2 separate regions of the Sus scrofa genome follow, and region 1 is linked to region 2. A link is a contact called in public promoter capture Hi-C data. All regions are on one chromosome and are shown on one strand. The core of a region is the stretch at or near the end of the contact, and the rest is flanking DNA. Distances in the headings are between cores, read along the strand shown. Region 1 holds the start of DTL (denticleless protein homolog). Region 2 holds the start of FLVCR1 (feline leukemia virus subgroup C cellular receptor 1).

The links. Promoter capture Hi-C pulls out the DNA fragments that hold promoters and counts their contacts.
Region 1: a contact with region 2 is called in a promoter capture Hi-C map of liver, with 3 times the contacts expected there. The contact joins the promoter of DTL here to the promoter of FLVCR1 in region 2. A contact is called at or near these places in 2 of 5 promoter capture datasets (fetal liver and liver) and 2 of 2 datasets of contacts at active chromatin or transcription factors (alveolar macrophages and skeletal muscle).

What each region holds. Positions count from the first base shown.
Region 1 is chr9:131,271,319-131,277,399 of Sscrofa11.1, forward strand. It overlaps DTL (denticleless protein homolog), which reads right to left and starts at 4,108. Exons shown (of 16, transcript XM_013979970.2): 1 at 3,924-4,108. The coding sequence starts at 3,975. It overlaps INTS7 (integrator complex subunit 7), which reads left to right and starts at 4,311. Exons shown (of 21, transcript XR_002336047.1): 1 at 4,311-4,523.
Region 2 is chr9:130,567,398-130,573,654 of Sscrofa11.1, forward strand. It overlaps FLVCR1 (feline leukemia virus subgroup C cellular receptor 1), which reads right to left and starts at 3,089. Exons shown (of 10, transcript NM_001142846.1): 1 at 2,352-3,089. The coding sequence starts at 3,089. It also overlaps the pseudogene LOC102161999.

The DNA.
Region 1 (6,081 bases), core at 2,858-5,357, 700 kb after region 2:
GCATTGCCGTGAGCTGTGGTGTAGGTTGCAGATGTGGCCTGGATTCTGTGTTGCTGTGGCTCTGGAGTAGGCTGGCAGCCACGGCTCTGATTGGACCTCTAGCCTGGGAACCTCCATATGCCACAAGTACAGCCCTGAAAAAGACAAAAAAAAAAAAAAAGAAAGGCATTTCCATGCCCCAATCTAACACCTTGCACAGACCCAAGGTACAAAAACTTCCTTTAATAGAGGCATCATAACACTCAAATCTACTTAATTAAAAGACAAACTTTCAAGTAGTTTTTATTTTGCTTATTTATTGAAATTAGTAATCCATAGTTTCTTCTTAAAGTTTTATTGAAGTATAGTTGATTTACAATGTTGTGATGATATCCGCTGTTCAACAAAGTGATTTAGTTATACATGTACACACATCCATTCTCTTTCAGTCTTTTCCCACATAGATGATCACAGACTATTGTGCAGAGTTTTGTGCTATATAGCAGTTCCCGTTGGTCAATCATTCCATAGATCTCAGTATGGATGGTAATCCTTATTGTTCTGATCAATTACATCTTACTGTGGGTGAAAAAGTTGCTTGTCATAAGAGTAAACAAAGGATGTTGCCGCCAGCTAGCCTGCAGCCTCTACAGCCACCCCCATGTACCCTGAGGGAATTCAAGATGCTGAAAAGGAGGATAGATAGGTAAGGTGCATACCAAAGGGATGGTTACAATGAGCCCAGACTCTTGCCTCTTCCTTTACAGAGAAAACTACTAAATGTATTCTTTTGAGATGTCTGGTTTTCCTTAGTTAACAGTAATCGTTTGCTGTTTCAACCACCTGGTTTTTGTTGTAAAACTCCTATATATTCTGACTTCTGCCTCACCTCTATGGAGCAGTCCTGCAGAGCTGAAAGGCTATCTTTTGGGCTAAGCCTTAAGTTTTGTTTACCAAATAAAACATAATTCTCAGCCTTTAGGTTATGCATCTTTTTCCCAGTAGATACTACTAATAATTGTAATGATACAGTAACTCAAGTTTTAACACCTACAGCCTTATGATCTCAGAGAACATCAATTTAAATACACTTTTTTTACACAGAGAGAAGATAGGATGATCAATAAAATGACTTTTCAAGCTTAAAATAAAATTATATTAGGATAAATCCTATGAGAGAAATAAAATGGAAATAAAATCAAGGGGCAAAAACAATTATTAGAATATCTAACAGTTAAAGAGTTTTGTTCATATTTTTAAAAATGATTATCAAATCACTATAGTATTTATAGCCTCTTAGATAAATCTTAAAGACCGACGGAGCTTTTTTTTTTTTTAAAAAAGGTCAACATTCAAAATATGGCCGGAAATTGTATCCTTTGCATCTGTTTAAATTTATGATAAAAACTTTTAGATACCAATTTAAAAGTACACAGAAGAGTTACCAGTTTCTAAAAGGAAGATCATTGGCAGCAATGTGGAAAGTAAACTGGAAAGAGAAACTTAAGAGGCCATTTGGGAGACTTCTTATAGCTCAGACAAGACGGTATAAGGATGCATCCTAAGGAAATACCGTAGGACAGATCCAAGATATGATGAAGAGGTAAAATCAGTGGGGATGCAGAGGATGAAAGATTCAACAGATTTTAAAGGGAAATTCTCTGAATGTGAGTAATTTCTTGAGGAAAATAGAGGAATTTTGATTGACTCTCAGGTCAGATTAAAATAATAAGACCATTCCTAAAAGTAGGTAATATAACAGGTTTGGGGAAAAAGTGACCCCCCAGTTTTTGAATATTTGAGTTTGAGATGTTTATGAGACTGACCAACAGGATGAAGTTACTCCTACTACTCTTACAGGAATGGATGTAAAGTATAGGGAATGGGAGGCTGTAGATAGCAGTGCAAGAAACCTCAATTACAGCTATGATCACTCATAAGAGTATAGGTAGAAAGCAAAGGGGCCTAGGATGGAACAACCTCCTGGAAGAGTACAGAAGAATCTCCTATTAAGCCCAGTGCATGATATATCACAATGAGTGAATCTCAGTGCCTAACACAATGCAATGAATGAGTGTTTTGAGGCTCAGGATGGGCTCACCCAAAACATGTCACCATGGCATATTGATTATTTTGAAATGAAGTTGCTTGAGAAGCGGCTGATGCGAAACCCTGACCCTTCTGTCTCCCTGAAAAGGAAGAAACAAATCGCTCATACGAAAGGTGTACTCCTTGCAACTGGAGGTAGAAGGACATCCTTATGTCAGAGACAGGGGATTCAGAGCTGAGAAGCCTGTATAAACAAACTTCGTTACTTCTTTTAATTTACTACCTCAAGCCCAAACTCTGAATCTTCACTTATTAAGCACCAAAAACCTAAGTTTCTTTGTCCTGTCAATTCCTTACACATTTACTGGGTTTTTTTTTTTTTTTTTTTTTTTTTTTTTTCTGGTCTGAAAAGTATAAATGCTGCCTGCTTTGGCCACTTCTCAGGTCCCATTTTTATGAAACCTCCATGCATATGCATTAAAATTTGCTTCTTTTTCCATGGTTAATCTGCTTTGTGTCAATTTTATTATTCGTTCAGCTACAAGAACTCAAGAGAGGTTGAGGGGAAAATTTCCCACTCCCCAGTAAATATCTGTGAATCAGAGAGAAAGGGGAAAAGTAGACAGAATGTAGAATCAGGAGAAAATATGTTACAAAATAAAGGCTAAATATAAATAGCTTGCTCCAAGTCAAGCAGATAAGTAAGGACTGGAGGTGGAACTAAATCTCAAAGTTTAAAGACAGAGCTCTAACTACCGTGCTGTAGTGACACTCACGACACAGTATAGAAAAGTTACTTAAGCAAGGCTGCAGGAGAGAAAGGCATTTAGAGTATAATTAAAAAGTCTAAAAGGCAGGAAGTTGAGGAGCTACTCCCCAGCCTCCTTCTCAATATCCTTTTCCTAGACCTATGCCTTAAATATAAAAAGTTCCCTTCTCAGATTGTTTTCTTCTTGTTTTCCACATGATTTCAAGGGGGAAGGAAGACCTAGTTTATCTTTAAATGAATGAGATTTCATTTGTATCCATGCTTAGTCTGTCTGGGTAGTAACTCCCTTATCAGAAACTAAGAAGAAAGTTTCAGGTTGATGATACCAAACTTAAACTCAAAATTCTCATTGCCAATGTTTTAACCTAAGGGACTTAAAGAACTGGAGAGAACAAGATAGATATCTAGATACTAATACGGCAACAGTTCCAAGTTACACCGTTAAAGTGAAAAACGAGACAAAACATTTTTACCCCATTTCTGTAAATAACAATTATTACCTCTGACATTGAAAAACATCTGGATTAAGATATTTCAATCTATTCATAGCCGTCATTTCTGGGACATACGCTCATAAGCATTTTTCGCTCTGCAATTACGGATTTTTGTGCCCATGTGTTAATCGGGAGGAAAAAAATTTGACCATGCTAAAAGCAGATGTGCTATCTTCTCTGCTTGACGGAGTTCCCTAACAGCGGGTCATTTTCACTGGTGTACACAGCAAATAGTCGGGCTCACTAAGGTTCTACCACAAATGAATGAATTCACCAATGAATATGAGTCCGGACGGCCTCGCGTAGCTGCTGCGAGAACCACACCTACTCAGATGCACGCATTTTCCACTTAATGAGCAAAATGGACACAGGCCGTAATGGAGGCCAGTGAACTCAACGTCCCTCCCTCCGTCAGGCCACAGTCCTGACCGAAAAAGTCCCGATTACGACGGAACGTGTCTCGAGGGCCCGCAAGTGCAGCTTTCCTCGGTACTCCTCGCCTCCGCGAACTCGCTCGGCTGCGGGAGAACCCGGCGGCTGGGAAACGGCATCGGCGTGGGCACTGGTCTGAGGTGCTGTTACGGGGGAGGTGGATCCGCCGGCCAAAGGCAGCGGTTAGGGCCGTTACTCACCACTCCTTGGGACGCCAAATTGGGGCTGGCGGAGCACCGAACTGAAGAGCATCTGGGCCGGAGGGAAAGGCTCAAGTGAAGGAAAAGCCGCGGAAAAGCCCCCCGATGCAGCAGAAACCGTCTCTTGCGCCCTTCAGAACACGACGAGTTATTGCCTCCAACTCCCGCCACTGTAAGCCCCGGCCACCAAACTCCCCGCCAAACTGACGTCACGCCCTCTGATTGGCTCCCGCCGCGGCGTCCGGGCGCGTCCGAGTCACTTCCCCCTTCGAATCTCCGCCTCCTTTTCTCCCAGCCGCGGGAACCTAGAGTTCCAGAGCTCCCTGAGCGCCTGCGCGGGGGGCCGCAGAGGCGCCGGCGAACGGCGGGGAGGCCTGGGCGCATGCGTAACTCGGCTCGGCAGAGCGCGGAGGAAAAATCCGCGAGAAGGTGGTGGAAGAAGATGGCGGGGCTGAGGCAGAGTTTGCAATCTTTCTGAATAGGCTAGTCGAGTAACTATTCGGATCATGGCGTCAAACTCAACGAAGTCTTTTCTGGCAGATGCTGGCTATGGCGAACAGGAGCTGGATGCTAACTCTGCCCTTATGGAATTAGACAAAGGTATGCGAAAGAGCGGGCGAAGCGGGTGGAACGGGTGTGGGGGGAACTGGCGCCACCAGGCGGTGGTAGCCTAGGAAGAGGCTGGGAAGGCGCATGCGCACATCTTCCCTGGGCGGGGCAGGCGCGGGTGCTTGTGCTTTTGGTAAGGCATTTGCAGCTTGGGGAGGTTGTTCCTGAAAATTGCAGCGTTGCCGGATGGGCCTCACACACGCTGAAAAAGTAGAAAACTCCAGTGATGGGCCCGTCTTGACCGCTTGAGGGCACAGTCCCCCGATTTTCCGAGCAGTTTCTAAAAATGCTACATTGAAATTGAGAAATTAGTTTTCATTATAGTCGATTGAGACCAGGTCTTCACCAAAAGAGTGCTGAATAATAACCTTGGACCGATTTTATTGCGATTCACTTGATTTCTGTAACTGTTACCTGCCAGTTACTACGCAGGTTAAATAGGGACAAGTCCATCCGAAAAGCACAGCCCTTGCTCATTCTGTGCAGACAGATTCCACGAGTTCTATTTCCTTACGGGCGTGGGAGGGATGGTGGGTGGTGGAGTCGGCTGGGCAAGGGTGAAGTGGGGGTTGGGAGCTTGGTGTAGTAGAAGGAGCTTTAGGTAGACGGAGTTGAATTTTAATTCCGCTGATTTTATGATGACGGACAGGTGACCTAACTTCACCTAACCTTGGTTTTTTTCTCTGCAAAGTGGGTAAAGTACCATTGAGCTGGCAAGATTGTTGTCAATATTAAGTGATTTAATGATGTGCAAGAGAAGTCTTTATTAAATGCAGAAAAAAAATTGCCTTACCCATACATATGGGAGGCAGGGGGAGATCTTTGTCAGTAAAAAACTCAAGTATTAAAATGAAACTTTTGTTCAGTGTACTTAAATGCTTTTTATTGAATGGGGGAAACATCTGGCATACATTAATTTTTGTGTGTAAAAAACAAGAATTGGACTAGCAGAACGCTCTTCCTTTAAGTCCAATCGGAGTCACTTCCCAGCTCTCTGACTTGGTCACTACATTGACTTTAGGGGGGGTACTCTTTTTGTTTATTTGTTTTGTTTGGTTTTGACCTGTAAACATTTAAAGTGGGTTGGTCTGAATAAGTGTTTTAAACTTTAAAAAAAGCTTTTAACTCCTTTTGATCAACATAAAACAGTTACAGCGCTCCATTGAGATTTTCATTTGGTTGAGTCACAGTATCTTCAGTACCTCTCCACCAGCCAAGAAAATGTTGAGCTTTGCTTTCACTTACCTGTATGATAGGGCTTTTTACCTCTGAATTACAAAACCATAGCATTACATAATCTTTCCCTCCCCATTCTGACAATTCCTTCCTTAGTCCCCAGTGAGAGTTGCCAGTCTGGATATCTAATGATCCTACTGATTTTAAAGACATTGCCTACCACTCTAGTCCAGGTGGGCTCATCCCGTAACGAGAGTAGAACAGTGGTGTAGAGCAGAATCGAGATGGGGCGCTGAAGAAGGGAGAAATCTGGAATCGTTTAATTCCTAAAAACTTGCAGTTGTGGTAAAAAATAAATGAAACACAATTTTTC
Region 2 (6,257 bases), core at 1,839-4,338:
CCAGGCAATTTTAAATGGGATCCTCAAGAAATGCCACTGGGAGGAGTTGCCGTCTTGGCTCAGTGGTAACAAACCTGACTAGTATTCATGAGGACGCAGGTTTGATCCCTGGCCTCTCTCTGTGGGTCAAGGATCTGGTGTTGCTGGGAGCTGTCACGTAGGTCAGAGGCAGCTTGATCTCGTGTTGCTGTGGCTGCGGCATAGGCGGGCAGCTGCAGCTCCAATTCGACCCCTAGCCTGGGAACTTCCATATGCTGTGGGTGTGGCCCTAAAAAGACAAAAGAAAAAAAAAAAGAAAAAAAGAAAAAGAAATGCCACTGAATGATATCTAAAATGAATTTAAACAGAGCTGATATAGGATATAATGTGATCCTAGCAAGAACATTCTAGACATTCCAGACCGATAGAATGTTTCTGCAAAGGCCCTTTTGCAAAATGCAAGTTTACTGTTGTTTAAGGAACCAGATATATTAGTAAGGTTTTATAAAGAATTTAGATTTTAAGTACTACGGGAAATCACTGGCAAGTTAAAGTAAAGCAATGGCATAATCTGATAATTTTTTTTTCTTCTGTATAAACTCATTTTATAAGTTTTTAAAAATTTTTTTAAACTTTAATTAAGGTATAGTTGATTTACAATGTTCCTTCAATTTCTGCTGTATAGCAAAGTGACCCAGTCATATATATAAAAATTCTTTTTTTCCCTCATACTATCCTACATCATGTTCTAACCCAAAAGAGTGGACATGGGGCCCTGTGCTGTACAGCAGGACCCCATTGCTTATCCATTCTAAATGTAATAGTTTGCCTCTACCAACCCCAAACTCCTGGTCCATCCTACTCCCTCCCATCTATGTTTAAAAGGTTCTCTCAAGTTAGAGACTTGGCAGTGTAGATGGGTAGTTAAAAGATAGGGTTCAGGAATCAGACTTGAGAGTAAATGCTGCCACTAATTAGCTGTGTGACCTATAGAAAATAAATTCATCCCTTCAAGTATCAGTTTCTGTATATATAAAATGAGGAAATGAATACTCCCTACCTTCCATAATTAAATGAAATGAAACAATGTGTGTGAAGTTCTTAGCATGGTACCAGGTCGGCAGTGAATGCTCAATAATGCTGAATGTTACCATGACCACTCCATAATCTAGGGTGAAGATGCCTATTTGGGGGTCATGAGCAAGTGCACAGCTACCAGAGCCAAGGAAGAATGAGAACACTTAGGGAGAATGCAGAAGGAAGACCCAGAGGTGTCTAAGTGTTAAGGGGAAATCTGCCTATGAAAAATCATTTCCATTTATTATTCATGAAATAGATAATCCATAGATTTGGCCTTGATAGTATTTCCATTATGCTCAATCATTTTGAATATAGGAGTTCCTGTCGTGCCGCAGCAGAAACAAATCCGACTAGGAACCATGAGGTGGTGGGTTCGATCCCTGGGCTTCGCTCAGTGGGTTAAGGATCGAGCGTTACCGTGAGCTGTGGCGTAGGTCATGGACTTGGCTCGGACCTGGTGTTGCTGTTGCTGTGGCCGTGGCGTAGCTCGGCAGCAACAGCTCCAATTAGACCCCTAGCCTGGGAACCTCCATATGCCGCATGTGCGGCCCTCAAAAGACAAAAAAAAAAAAATAATCCTGGAATATAATATACATATACATACATTCTACGTACTAGTGCTACTAGAACACTAAGGGAATTTGAACCTATAGTGTTGGCAAAGTCTAGGAAACACTTTAATGAAGACTTGGCAAAATAAGCCATACTTTTACAACAGATTCCATCATCTGTGATTTGTCTTGCATTTTCTTACAGTTAAAAATTGGTAATTGGATTCTGAAATGCTGTGAGGTCCTTATCACTAGAACATTTATTTAGCAATCATTTATGAGTGTCTGTTATGTACCAGGCACTCTAACTGCTAATATATACAATTAAATAGGAGCTGTTCACACTGACCATCAAAATAAGAACAAACTTTCCAGAATCCAACACCTTCCTTTTGCAAAGAATACATTAGTGACAAAAATAATACCTGCTTTAGTCTCATTCATTATTGCACTGACAAGTGTTCTATTATGTTAGGCATACATGGGCCAAGACCGTTAATTATTTTGGAGGTAATTCTCAAAGATAAGGTAGTCATTTTAAACTGGTTTTAAAAGTTCTGCCTTTACAAAAAAATCAACCCCCCTCTTTCGTCCAAGACTGTTTCCTATTTTATGGCTAATCATCTCTTCTCCATTTGTAGAGGGCCTCCTAAGAGTTCATGCCTAAGTCTAGCTCACATGGCCTATGACTTTTTATCTGGTCCTTAAGGATCCGTTTTCATCTATCACCCTAGACCTTACCTGATTACCTAGCACGGCGGTGGCACAAGCTGTGGACACCTCCTTGGGTCCAAACCACACAGAGGCGATGTGGGAGGGCAAGCCGAGGATGAACACCTGGGCCACGGAGCACAGGCACTGGCCCATCATGGTGACCCAGAAGAGATGCTGCTGCACGCTGCCGCACTTGATCCAGGCGCCCAGGGCGTTGAGGCCGGCGCCCAGCAGGGCGGTGAGCCGCAGGCCTCTGGTATCCAGCAGCCAGGTGGCGGGGAAGATGAGGGGCACGTAGGCCAGCATGTACACCATGGACAGCCAGTCGATGTGCAGCGAAGGGACGTTGTAGAAGCCCTCGAAGACATTGCTGATGATGCTGTATTGGATCCACTGAAAGGCATTCACCAGCGAGTACAGACTGAAAACCAGAAGTATCACAAAGCGCCGCGGGGAGAGCGCCGTCCGGGGCACCAGGGTGTTCTCGGCCCCCGGGTTCTCTTCGCTGGGGCCCTTGGGCAGCAGCCAGGCCTGGGTCTCTTCCTCAGGGGCCAGTGGAGTCTTCGGCCTGTCCAGGGCTCTCGAGACGGCTTTGGGGCTGTCCCGAGACACTCCATTCAGGGCCAGGCAGCCAGTTTTGGGCTCGTTCTGCGTCTCCGCGCTCATTTCTCCCGCGGGCGCGTCGCCCGGGACGGGGAGGTATCCATTCGAGGGCGGATGCCCGTTCGCCACCGCTGCCTCCTCTTCATCGTCCGGCCGCGCCATGTCCCTGGTGCCCCCTCTCTCCTCCCAGCCCAGCACCCCCGGCCCAAGACCCGAGGTCCTCCCTGCACCCCAACTCCTACCCCTCAGCCCACCGCTCCTGCGACCCTTTCTCCCGGCGAGTGAGCCCGGGTGTGAGCACAGAGTCGCAATCCGCACTGCTTGAGTCCGCAGGAGTCGTCGTCCCCACGCGCAGTACAGCGGGCATCCACCCGGCACCAGGCGGGGCCTGGAGAGCTTAGCGTCACTGCGCGGTGACGGCCGGCCCGCCAATCAGCGGGCGCCGTCACCCGTGGGAGCCAATCCGGGAGCTTCTGGAGGGGCGGGGCGGGAGCCAGTTTGCCGGGAGGCGGAGGAGGAAGGCCACGCAGGAGGTCGAGGTTGGGCGTTCTCCTGAAAAGATGACCTGGGCAAAAGTCCTCCGACTGGGGCCGGGCGGGCAGGAGGCAGCCCTTAGATTGGGCAACTCGGGACTGGAAACGAGGGGGTGGGAGAAACCGTGGGGAGACAAAGAAGCAGACGCCTGCCTCTCCACCTGGAGGGGCTCCGGTAGGGCCAGGTCGAACAATAGCAGAGGGTAAATTTGGCCTGTTGACCCAGTACAGCTGCCTATCAACATTGTACCCTGCCTTTGGAGCAGACAGGACGTCGTTTCAAAAACTCGTGCCATCTCCGCAGAGGAAAAACACCAGAAAGGCGTGCTGATCCAAATAAAAAGATGTAAATCACAGAAATCTGCCCTCGTGAAGTTGCAATCTCCCCACCCTCACCCCGCTGACTGAGGCCAGTGAGACAGGTTGTGCCAGCGCAGGCCCTGTTGCTCAACCGTCTCCCTTGCAGCCACACTTGTAGATAGTATTTACTGGAAACGTATTCAGTGGGTTCCAGGCACGGAACTTGCTTTGAAACGTAGGTGCCAGACACTGTCTTGGACTCCGGAGAATAAAAATAGAGACGTAGACCCTGCTCTGAAGAGCACATACCCTTGTGAGTCTTCGTGGACTAGAAAAAAAGCCAGCCCTGCTACTTCTTGGGAAACTAAATTTAAAGAAAAAAAAAAAAAAAAAAAAGACTCCAAATATTCATGATTGAAGTGAAATTGAAACTAAGAATATCTCAGTGGATTTAATCTTTAAAAGTGCTTCTATCTAGAATCCTAAAACCAGGTACCCCCCTTTTTTTTAATTGCCTCTTAACGTAATTATTTTGGTAGTGTATAAAAATATATCACATACAGTAGAGATGAAATGCTACATAATCCTAAACCTTAAGGAACATGTGCATTTTAATGTCCTCCTTGATCATCCTATATAAATTGTACATCCCACCTCCAATCCCCTTCCCTGCTTTATTTTTCCTCTGAATGCTTAGCACTCTCTAAAATGTCCTATGTGTTACTTATTTTCTCCTTCCCCACTAAAATGGTAAGTTCCATGAAGACAGGGCTGAATGTTTTGTTGCTTTGCTGCTGTTGCTCTGAGAAACTGAAACAGTACCTAGCAGTAGGTGTTCAATAAATATTTACTGAATGATGCAATTAACAAGCATTGAATATTTTAAATAATTACCTGGGATTTGTAGTTAAGTTTATTTTATGGATGTCTGAAAAATGAACAAATTGCATTTCTTAATATTCAGCACAACTTACTATTCAATATTCTGAGGCATTTTTTACTTTATTAATTTTTATTTTTTTATAATAGAACATTATTTATTTAGTCTTTTTTGCCTTTTCTAGGGCTGCTCCCGCGGCATATGGAGGTTCCCAGGCTAGGGGTCTAATCGGAGCTGTAGCCACCAGCCTACGCCAGAGCCACGGCAACATAGGATCCGAGCTGCGTCTGCGACCTACATTACACCCACTGAGCAAGGCCAGGGGTCAAACCTGCAACCTCATGGTTCCTGGTCGGATTCGTTAACCACTGCTCCACAACGGGAACTCCCTGAGGCAATTTTTAAATACCTTCATGTAACATGAAATCTTCTACAAAAAAGAAAAAAAAAAAAAAAGCTGTTTAGAAAGGGTATCCAATGGGTAGAATTTTATTTTAGGGTTTTTTTTTAGGTATAACTGACCCACAACACTGTTAGTTCTAAGTGCACACATGGTGATTTGGTATTTCTGTAGTACATTTCAAAATGATCACCACTAACGGGTAGCATGTTAAACGGGCCTTTCTTTATTTGCCTCAGTACTACCTCCAATCCACATGTTCACAGTAAACTTTCAGGTATGTGCAAATTTGTCACCCTCTTCCTGAAACCAATAAACTGACAAATTATATTCAGCCCCATTTTCCCATTATCCAGTGGAGATGTCTTCTGCAGATTGTCTTTTTGCACATAGGCAGCTTCCTGAATGTACCTCCTGCAGGGAGGTCATTCTGATTGTTTAGGCTCCCTCTGTTCAAAGATAATTTTTCTTCTCTAGGTCCTCAGCAAGGTCTGGGGCTGGGAGTCCTCTGAATGTCCTGGATCCCAGTTAGCATCTCCTTTCCCTCTGTGCTTTGACCAGCTGGTGCCTATCTTACTCTTGCCCACCTTGTCATGTGCCTTCCCTACACCAACAAAGCTCTGTATCTGACCCTGTTACTGTCACCATGGAACATACCACCAAGAGGATCTAGGATAGTGGAGAAAAGTATCAGGTCTAGAGCCAGCCTCCCTGGGGCTGAATTCCACCTTCAGTACTCACTAGCTGTGCGATCTTGGGCAAGTTACTTAGCTTTTCTGTGATAATACCTGCCTCATGAGATTGTGATTACAGGGATTAAATGAGTAAATAACATCTGGCACCTGGGTGCTTCGTTACAGTTATTGAGATAGTTTGCCATAGTGGTTAAAGGTCCAGGTTCCAGAGCCGAATGGCCTAGATTCAAACTCTAGCCTTTTGACTTACTAGTCGCATGACTTTGAACTAGTTACTCTGTGCCTCAGTTTCCACAGCTGGAAAATTAGGACAAAATTCTGCATGAGATTATTATAAGAAATAAATGGCTAATAAGCATAAAGTACTTCAGTGGTGCCTGACCTCTGATGTATATTAATACTCAGTAAAATGTTATCCATAGCCATCATTTTAAAAAAATTATTTATTTATTTTGACAGATAAAAATATGCATTTTTTAGTTTTTAAATTTTATTTCTTTTTTTAACACGCAATGAATTTTA